3 separate regions of the Anser cygnoides genome follow, and all the other regions are linked to region 3. The links are chromatin contacts, called in public Hi-C maps. All regions are on one chromosome and are shown on one strand. Each heading gives the region's core, a stretch centred on a gene start, on an enhancer-like site or on the middle of the called end of the contact. The rest is flanking DNA. Distances are from core to core; before and after follow the strand shown.

Region 1 (2,700 bases), core at 94-2,593, 160 kb after region 3:
TTATTCTTAAAAAATAAAATGATTAACTAGCTTTAGATTAAACTGTTATTTTGGATGAGCACAAGGCCACAGGATTAATCCCTCAGTGTTTTGTGGAAATATGTAAAGAACTACTAATACTGCATACCCTGCTTCTTACCACTGGTACCTACTCTTATCAAGGACCTACACTGGCTTCTGACTTGCTAAAGACACAGATTTCAATCTGCTTCATTAGTTGGTATTTTTTTTAAAGCATCTACATGGCAAAGCACTGATTTATGAGGATTTCATGAAATCACGAGGGCTACAAGGGCAAATCAGATCGGTAGATCCAGTTTTGATTTGCCAGACAGAAGATCCTCATTCCATAGGAGCTTCATCATGTTTCTCTAGATAGGAAAACACATTTGATGTATTAAAGAGGTCCAAAAGGTAATATATTTTTAATCATAACCATGATCCTCTTTCTCATCCTATCGATAGCGTTCCTCATAAAGTGCTCATTTTTCTGTTGTAACTCTGGCATTTCAGCATTCACCCCAAATCGTTTCCTTAGACTTCGGGCTCTTCATCTGGAGGGCCTGAACAGATGGAAAGGGCTCACTGCTGTTCTCAAGTACTTTTTTTGGTCAGACGAGTGCTTTCATAATTTTTCCCGCTTGCAAAACGGGAAGGCTTACACAAAGTCTGAAAAGTTAACCATTTTGTTCTGTGAAGGGGTAACGTGTTGTAACGAGCAAGGATAATAAACGGACCGGGGGTGTCCCCAGGAATTATCAGGGCTAATAACGGGGCTGGGGGTGCCCCCAGCAATGAGCAGGGCTGACACCGGGCCCGGGGCTGCCCCCTCCCGCCCACCCACCGGTGGTGAGCTGCGGCTTCTTCGGCCCCCAGCGGACCGCCGGCTGCACCACCGCCACCCGCTGCGCGCCGGGCAGCGGGCCGAGCGGCGAGGGGCCCAGCAGCTCCTCCACACCCTCATCTTCCTCCTCCTCATCTTCCTCTCCATCATCGTTGTCGTCGTCGTCGTCGTCGTCACCGCCCGCCCCTCGCCCCCCGCTGCCCGCCCGCGGCGGCTCGCCCCTGTCCGGCGGCCGCTGAGGCGCCCAGCGGCGGAGCGCGGCGCTGAGCGGCCCCCTCAGAGCCGCCGCCCCCCGAGGAGGAGGAGGAGGAGGAGGAGGCGCCGCCGCGGTGGCCGCCCGGCAGCAGCGCAGCATCGGCCGCAGGAGGCGGCCGGGCCCCATGGCGCTGCCCCCCTCAGCGCGGGGCGGGACCGTTACGGCCGTTACGGCGGCCGCGAGGCGGCGGGGCAAAGCGCGCGCCTCGGCCCGCCCCCTGGCGGCAGCGATCCCCGCCGCTGATAGGCCGGGGGGCCGCCGTGATTGACGGCGGGCGGGAGCAGGGAGCCGGCGGCGCGAGCGCGCGATCGACCGTTGGAGTGCGCGTCCCCGTGCCCGTGCCCCTCCCCCCCCACATCCCCTCACAGGCAGGTGAGCGGGGCGGCGCGCGTCCGCGGAGCCTTCTTCCTCCTCCTCCTCCTCCTCCTCCTCCGTCCCCTCAGAGCCGCCAGGGCCGCGCCCGCCGCCCTCGGAAGGGCCCTGAGGGAGGGGGGGGGTCCGGGCAGCTTCCCCCCCGCCCCCCCCCCCCCTCCCCCGCTTCCCCCCCGCCCCCCCCCCTCCCCCGCTTCCCTGACGGAATTAATTCCCCCCGGCCGGCCGTGAGGGGCTTTAGTGAGTGGCTCCGTAATTATCTCGCCCTCTTCTCTCCTCCTGACAGCCCGCTCGGCCCGCCGCCGTGTGATCGCGGGTTTCGGAGCCCCGCCGCGGTGAAGTTTCCTCAGGAGCCCCCTCTCAGCTTGCTGCCAGCGCTGCCGAAATAATGTAGTGGAAATGATAGCCGAGCCCAACGCAGCCAGCAGCCTTCCCAGCCAAAAGTAAGACCTGGCGCCGCTTATTTATTTATTTATTTATTTATTTATTTATTTTGGGGTAAATTCGGGCGCTGTCCCTTAAATCTGTGTCCTGCAGATAAGTGGGGGAATGAACGTGTCAAATAGGGTGGGAGGGAAGATAAAGGGGATTGGCTGTGTCTTGTTACCAACCTCTGCATTTTGTTTCCTTTCCCTTTCATGTATTGTTTAGCATCTTCTAAATGTTGCTTTATGCTGATGTGCAGGGAGGTTGGCCTTACAAGCTTCTCTGTGCCCTGTTCACTACTGTGCAAGTGAACCTAGTTTGAATAAAAATGGGCAGATTTATAGTCTGAGTGGGTGTGTTCACTCCAGTGACAGATTTAAGGTGCTGAGAGGGAAGAGTACCAAGTTATCTGTAGCCTATCTGTTGGCATTGCATATTCCTTGTTGCCTTAGAGCAGGGGGAGAGGATGTGCTTCTCCAGAGCTGCTTTCATCAGGGGTATGTCAAGTCTTCCCCCTTCAGAGGCTGTGTTTTCAGTCATCAGTTGAGGCGATCTATAAATCAAATGCATTCATACTGTTTATAGAATGGGATAGGTAAGGAGAAAGAGCAGATACAAATAAATAATTAAGTTACTAAATTTGAGCATATCTTGTGTAGTTTTGAAGAGTGAAACTTCTTAGATATCTAGTCTTGCTAGCTTTGAGCTCATTGTAGCCTGGTCTTTCCTCAACTCGTCACCTTCAAGCAAGTGTGCACCAGGTCTTTTGCTTTGTCAGGCTCTAAGAGGTGCTTTCCTTGTA
Region 2 (2,700 bases), core at 126-2,625, 170 kb before region 3:
ACCTCGCTCATTAGAGAGCCTAACCTAAGCTTTGCATCTCCCACAGTTTACAGCAGCGTGCTGTAGGACCGCGTAATTAAGGAGAAACCCTTCCAGGCAGCTTTCCTCCCCGAAAGGGGAGCCACCACTCCGGGCAGGCTCCAAGACGACTTTCCTGTAGCACGTCTCCCTGGCATAAATAACAATTTACATGTCTAAATGCCACTCAAACCTACCATCAGACGGCGCAGGAATAAAAAAGCAAGGCAGCGAGAGCTTACCGAAAGGTACAGACGCTTCACGGAGCTGCTGAGGAGCTGGAGGAACACCTCATGGGGTGAAAGAAATACTCGAAGGGATGAAATGCGTTTCAGTCCCCGTCTGTCAGAAACACATCTGAGGTGTGTACAAGATGTCCAAGAGCAGCACGCCACCACCCAGCAACCCCTTTATGCCGCTGTTTTCACTGACACATCACTCCTTTAACTGGATAAAGCTCGACTTCCCCAAAAGCCCTACCCTATGGCTGCAGACCGACGGGATCGCCCCCTTGATGGGAAGAGCAGGGTGGACTTACACACGATTTTTGCTTGCTCCTGAGGGGTTTCCCCCACCCAACCCGCTAGGGGACAGCCCAGGAAGCAAAACCCGAGCCCTCACGACGGATCACGGTCGCCGAGGCGAGAATTTGGACTTTCTGCACTAAGCGAGGAAAAGGCCGGCTTTTAGGCGCCCACCCGCGAGCAGCAGGCGCGGCCCGCCGCACTACGAGAAACGGGGACGCCGCGAAAATAAAGTAAAATAAACTAAAAGCCCCCAAACGAGGCCACCTCCCGCCGCGGGTGGAAGGGGCACGGCGCCCGTAAGCCGGGCAGGGGGCGAGGCCGCACCCGAGGCGCCGCCGCCGGGGCCCGCAGCCCGGGGCCGCCCCCGGTCCGCAGCCCGGGGAGGCTCCGCCGCCGCCACCGCTCTCACCCGCTGGGCGCTGCCGGCTCCGGGGGGCCCGGCCCGGCTCCGGGGGGCCGAGAGGGGGGCTTCAGGCGGGCGGCTCCGCTCCTGGGCCGCGCCGGGCGGGGAGTTTCCTGCCTGAGTCACCGGGAGCGGGAGCCGCGCAGGGAAACACCCTTCCTGCCGCTCCAGCTCCTCCTCCTCCTCCTCCTCGTCCCGCCGCCGCGGCCCTTTCTCCCTGCCCGGCCCTCCGGTTCGGCCTCCCCTGACGAGATGAGGGTGTTGGCTGGAGCTTCTGTTGTGTTTACACACAAAAAGGCAGCGCCCGCCTCGGGGCCATACTCAAAGGGAGAGCCTGGGCCACCCCCCGGCCCCCCCGTGTGTAAAATCAACGCCTCGGTTTCTTTTTTTCTCCTTCCACTTTACCTCTTCGGCAGTAAGGGTCAAGGATCGGACCTGAAAGAATGAGAGGGGAGGCACCAGAAAACCCCTTAAGGATATTTCCTCTAGGTGGTGCTCACGTACGGCCCTCGTCCCGGCTGAAACGCCCCGGCTACTGGGAACTAAAAGCAGGAAAACCCAGAACAGCGATTTTCGCTGGGTGGCGACAACCTCCCTGCTGTGTTTTTTCTGTAAAACGCACGGTGGACTTGCTCATTTTAAAAGCTGCTTACGTTTTTTTCCACTTCACGTTCTCCCATTTCGAGTTCTGGTTCTTCAAGATTCATCAAATGAACATAGATGCTCTATCATAACATGAAACTGCTTCATTAAAGTTTGTCAAAATTGCTATTTTAGGGTAGGCAGAATGCAATACCGTATATATATACGAGTTACTGACAACGTAGAGCTTGGAAACTTCCAAACAATTTTGATTTTTCCTCAAAGCCTATTTGCTTTTGGTGTGACTACTGTGAGTTGCATCCAACATTTACTCTTGAAAAGTTTCTGCAAGCATTAGCAAACTGCACAGCATTGCTGTAGCAAGCACTTTTATGTCTTTGCTTCTAACAGCTGTTAGTAGGACACTGTCACTACTGGGTTTTTGTGCTGAGAACAATTAATTATTCCTTTACTTGATTTTTTTTTCCCCAAATGACTTCCCACTGTACTAAGTTTCCTTAAACAGCTTTTTTCATTTTTTTTTTTTTTTTTGCAATATCATCTACAAGGAAGCCTTCGGAAAGTGGGAATAAGTTGCTGAGCCCCGTAATTATCATCACTTCAAGTACCGTCTCATCACATTATTCCACCCATTCCACATGATCAATTCCAACAGCCTGTGGAGAAATTACGCATCATTTCAAAATGTTATTACTACCGTTTCACCGTGTTACTGTCATATCTCCAGAGTCCTATTTTTTCCAGTGCTGCATTCAGTGCTAGTCTATTCATCTATGCACGTTTCTTTTCTAGGATGGGGCTGCCGCTGCTTCTCTGTCTGTATGTTTCCATGATGTACTCTGAGTGCATGTATCAAATGAACGAATTTCACCCATCACAGTTCCTGATCAGCCTAGCTCCTAAACCCAGGTCAGTGAGAACTGTAGAAGACAACGAGAGTGAGATGCTTCAGTTTCTGGCTGATACTACACTCTCTTCTACAAACCACTCTTGGGGCAATGTTGTTAAAATAGAAGTTAAAGTTGTTAAAGAACAACTCACCTTTATAATGCAGGATTGCTTTAGTTTCCGTGTCCTGGGTGAGTGCAAATTGACAACAGCTTTGTCTTAGAATCATAGAATCATAGAGTTGGAAGGGACCCTTAAGGA
Region 3 (2,700 bases), core at 190-2,689:
CACACACGCAGAATACAATGAGCCTCATTAATAATGAGGTTGCGAAAGCTGGGCTCTGTGTGTTTCGGCAAGCTTCCAGCAGCACAGAGAGAGCCCGATCCTGCCCGGTGTTAGGGGAAGTGCAGATGTGCGCACTGGGAGCTTTCACTTCCTCGTGCTACCTGTTGAAGGCCTGGGCAGATTTCCAGGTCCCGGTGTTTACTGAGAACAAGCTCCCTCCCTGCTCCTTCGAGGTGATGCACAGGGGTTGCCAAACGAGAAGAAGGAGGGGAAGGCAGCATCCCCTTACACGCAGACGAGCAGGCACTGCAACGCTGTGCGGGGATAAAAGCTAGCACAGAAGGTACGGGTATGCCAAGTCTCCTTCACCAAATCCTTTTTGATACATAACCTTTACAATGAAAATGTCTTATTTTCCAGTTACCTGGAAACTACTGTCTGGGGATCAGAAAGCTCCGTATTAGAGTGTAATTAGGTATATTTCACAACATCCCCAGGAGGCAAGTCACTAATTACAGCAGTTTGTTGAAATTAAAGTAAGTATAATAATGGTCGGTAGTGACTATGATATTATTGCAATCTTATATTACTACACTTCGGGCTATGATTGTATCAAATCTCACAAGCCGAGAGGGTTGGGTCTGGCTGGCGTGTGAATAGAGAAGGAAGAACTGAACCAGGCATTTTCAATTTCTTAAGAAGTCACGTGCTCGTAAGTCACAAGTCATATTAATTTGGTCTGGAACAAATATTCTGGTGCTTTGGTGTCAGGAAACACCCTGGGGCTTTAGAGGTTGTTTTATGACGGAGAGATAAAACCTAAGGCCTGTCTCGATCAGCTTTAACCATATAGGAAACCAGATTTTTTATGGGACTGATGATTTTGCAAGGCAAGTATATTGGTTTTGACACTGCTGAAAAATCCCAGCTCAGAAACTTGCATCTGCGGTAATGTAAAAAGTAAGCGTGAAAGTTACTTTCTCCTGCTGCATTTAACAACCTTTGTGAAACGTTACTGGCATTAGCGGTGAGGTATTCCCCCTGCAGAGCTGGCTGCACCTCGGCGCAGTAAGAAGCCGTCTCTTTACACACAGGGACCATGAAGGCCGCGGTTACGACAGACAATCCATTGATGTGAGGTAACGACCTTCTGGTAATGCATTTTTAGGCTTTGTGTTGATTAATTAAATGGTGTTTTAGCTTTTAAGAGGAACGTATCAAATGCTGCTGCTCCTTCCGCCTAGAAGTGACTACCGCACCTCAGACAGGCACGCGGAAAGGGGGAGCCGGCCGCCGCGCGCTCTCGCTCGCTACGGGAGACGGGGGCGGGCACGCGCGCGGGGGAAGCCGGAAGCGGGGCGGGGCGCGGGCACGGCGCTGCGCTGGCGCGCGCGCTCCCGATACTCCCCCCCCCCCCCCCCCGCCCACTCCGTGGGCAGGGCCGGGCGGTGCCAGCGGGCGCGCGCCGGGGCCGTTGGGGCGCGCGGCGGCGGCGTTGGCCGTTAGCGGCGGCCGTTACCGGTTGCCGTGGAGGCGGCGGCGGCTTAGCGGCGGCCATGGGCTGCTTCTTCTCCAAGCGCAGGAAGGCGGCGCAGGGCGGGCAGCAGCAGCAGCAAGCGGCGGGAGCCGACGGGGAGCCGGCGTCCGGCGAGGAGAAGGCGCCGCGGTACAGCTGGGACCAGCGGGCCAAGGTGCGGGGCCCCGGGGCGCGGCTCAGGCGGGTGCCGGTCCCGGTCCCGGTCCCTGCCGTCGCCGAGTGGCTCCGGGCTCGCCTCGGGCTCCCCTCAGGGCTTAGCTCGCCTCCGGCACCTGTTGGAGGGGCGAAACTCGCCGTGTGCTGCGGCTGGCAGCCGTGTGTCTTCTTCCTGAGGGGCTGCTGGGGGGCTTGGGTTTGCTTCCTTTTTTATTTTTTATTTTATTTTATTGGTGTTTTCTTCTTAAATGCCCCCGGGGCTATAGAAGCATCCCAGCAGTCCGCTGTGGAGGGCTGGGGGAAGCCAGCTCCTTCCCGGCGCCGTTTCCTGACCTCTTGAAGCCTCAGCACCTAAGTCCCGCATTCAGCACGCTTCGTCCCGGGATTCATTTCCTAAATGCCCTGCCTTCATAATCCTCCTCGTTCTCTGGTAGCCTCTGCATGGGGAAGGAGAAAACGGGGCAGAACTTAAACTTAATTCGTGTGGTTTTGAGCAGACAAAATTCCCAAACCTTTAGGCCATGTTTTACAACTATAAGAAAGAAAATGTGTGAGCTTATTTGAATGCTCAGCTTGCTTGCTTGCTTGCTTGTTTTTTTAACTTGGCTGGGTGCTCTAGGGTGTCCCTTAAGTCTTTCAAGTAGATTAAGACAAGCTCTGGTGGAGATGCGCACAAGAGCGTGCGCGTGCCCCAGAGGAATCAGCTCCTCGAGGACGAAGGTTGATCTGTGCTCGGCTTGTTGCTCCGACTTGCTGTCAGACTGTTCTTACAGTGAGAGCACTGTACTGAAACCGTGTTTTACAGTGAGCAGGATGAATCCCTGTGCAAAAGGATATTGCTAACTGAGCACTTGAAACGGTATCGTTTAACCGTAGAGCAAGTTGATCGGGTAAAGCTTAGCTCATATGAGATTTCTTTTACCTCATCTGCTTACGTGGCACTAACTTCTAAAACTGTAACAGGAGGAAAATCAGGACTTAGAAACACTTGATTTGGAGAACAACCA

The links. A called contact is a pair of places that touch in the nucleus more often than the background predicts.
Region 1: a contact with region 3 is called in a Hi-C map of liver, with 6 times the contacts expected there. The contact joins the promoter of LOC106035704 here to the promoter of RP2 in region 3. A contact is called at or near these places in 2 of 7 Hi-C or Micro-C datasets (both in liver).
Region 2: a contact with region 3 is called in a Hi-C map of liver, with 2.1 times the contacts expected there. The contact joins the promoter of CYFIP1 here to the promoter of RP2 in region 3. A contact is called at or near these places in 2 of 7 Hi-C or Micro-C datasets (granulosa cells and liver).

Annotation. Positions count from the first base shown.
Region 1 is chr1:139,514,986-139,517,685 of Taihu_goose_T2T_genome, reverse strand. LOC106035704 (cohesin subunit SA-2-like) reads left to right here and starts at 1,343. Exons shown (of 31, transcript XM_066983138.1): 1 at 1,343-1,472; 2 at 1,759-1,915. The coding sequence starts at 1,872. It overlaps GTPBP6 (GTP binding protein 6 (putative)), which reads right to left and starts at 1,361. Exons shown (of 10, transcript XM_048051173.2): 1 at 845-1,361. The coding sequence starts at 1,226.
Region 2 is chr1:139,841,003-139,843,702 of Taihu_goose_T2T_genome, reverse strand. CYFIP1 (cytoplasmic FMR1 interacting protein 1) reads right to left here and starts at 1,375. Exons shown (of 31, transcript XM_013180689.3): 1 at 1,354-1,375.
Region 3 is chr1:139,675,961-139,678,660 of Taihu_goose_T2T_genome, reverse strand. RP2 (RP2 activator of ARL3 GTPase) reads left to right here and starts at 1,439. Exons shown (of 5, transcript XM_048051155.2): 1 at 1,439-1,691. The coding sequence starts at 1,557.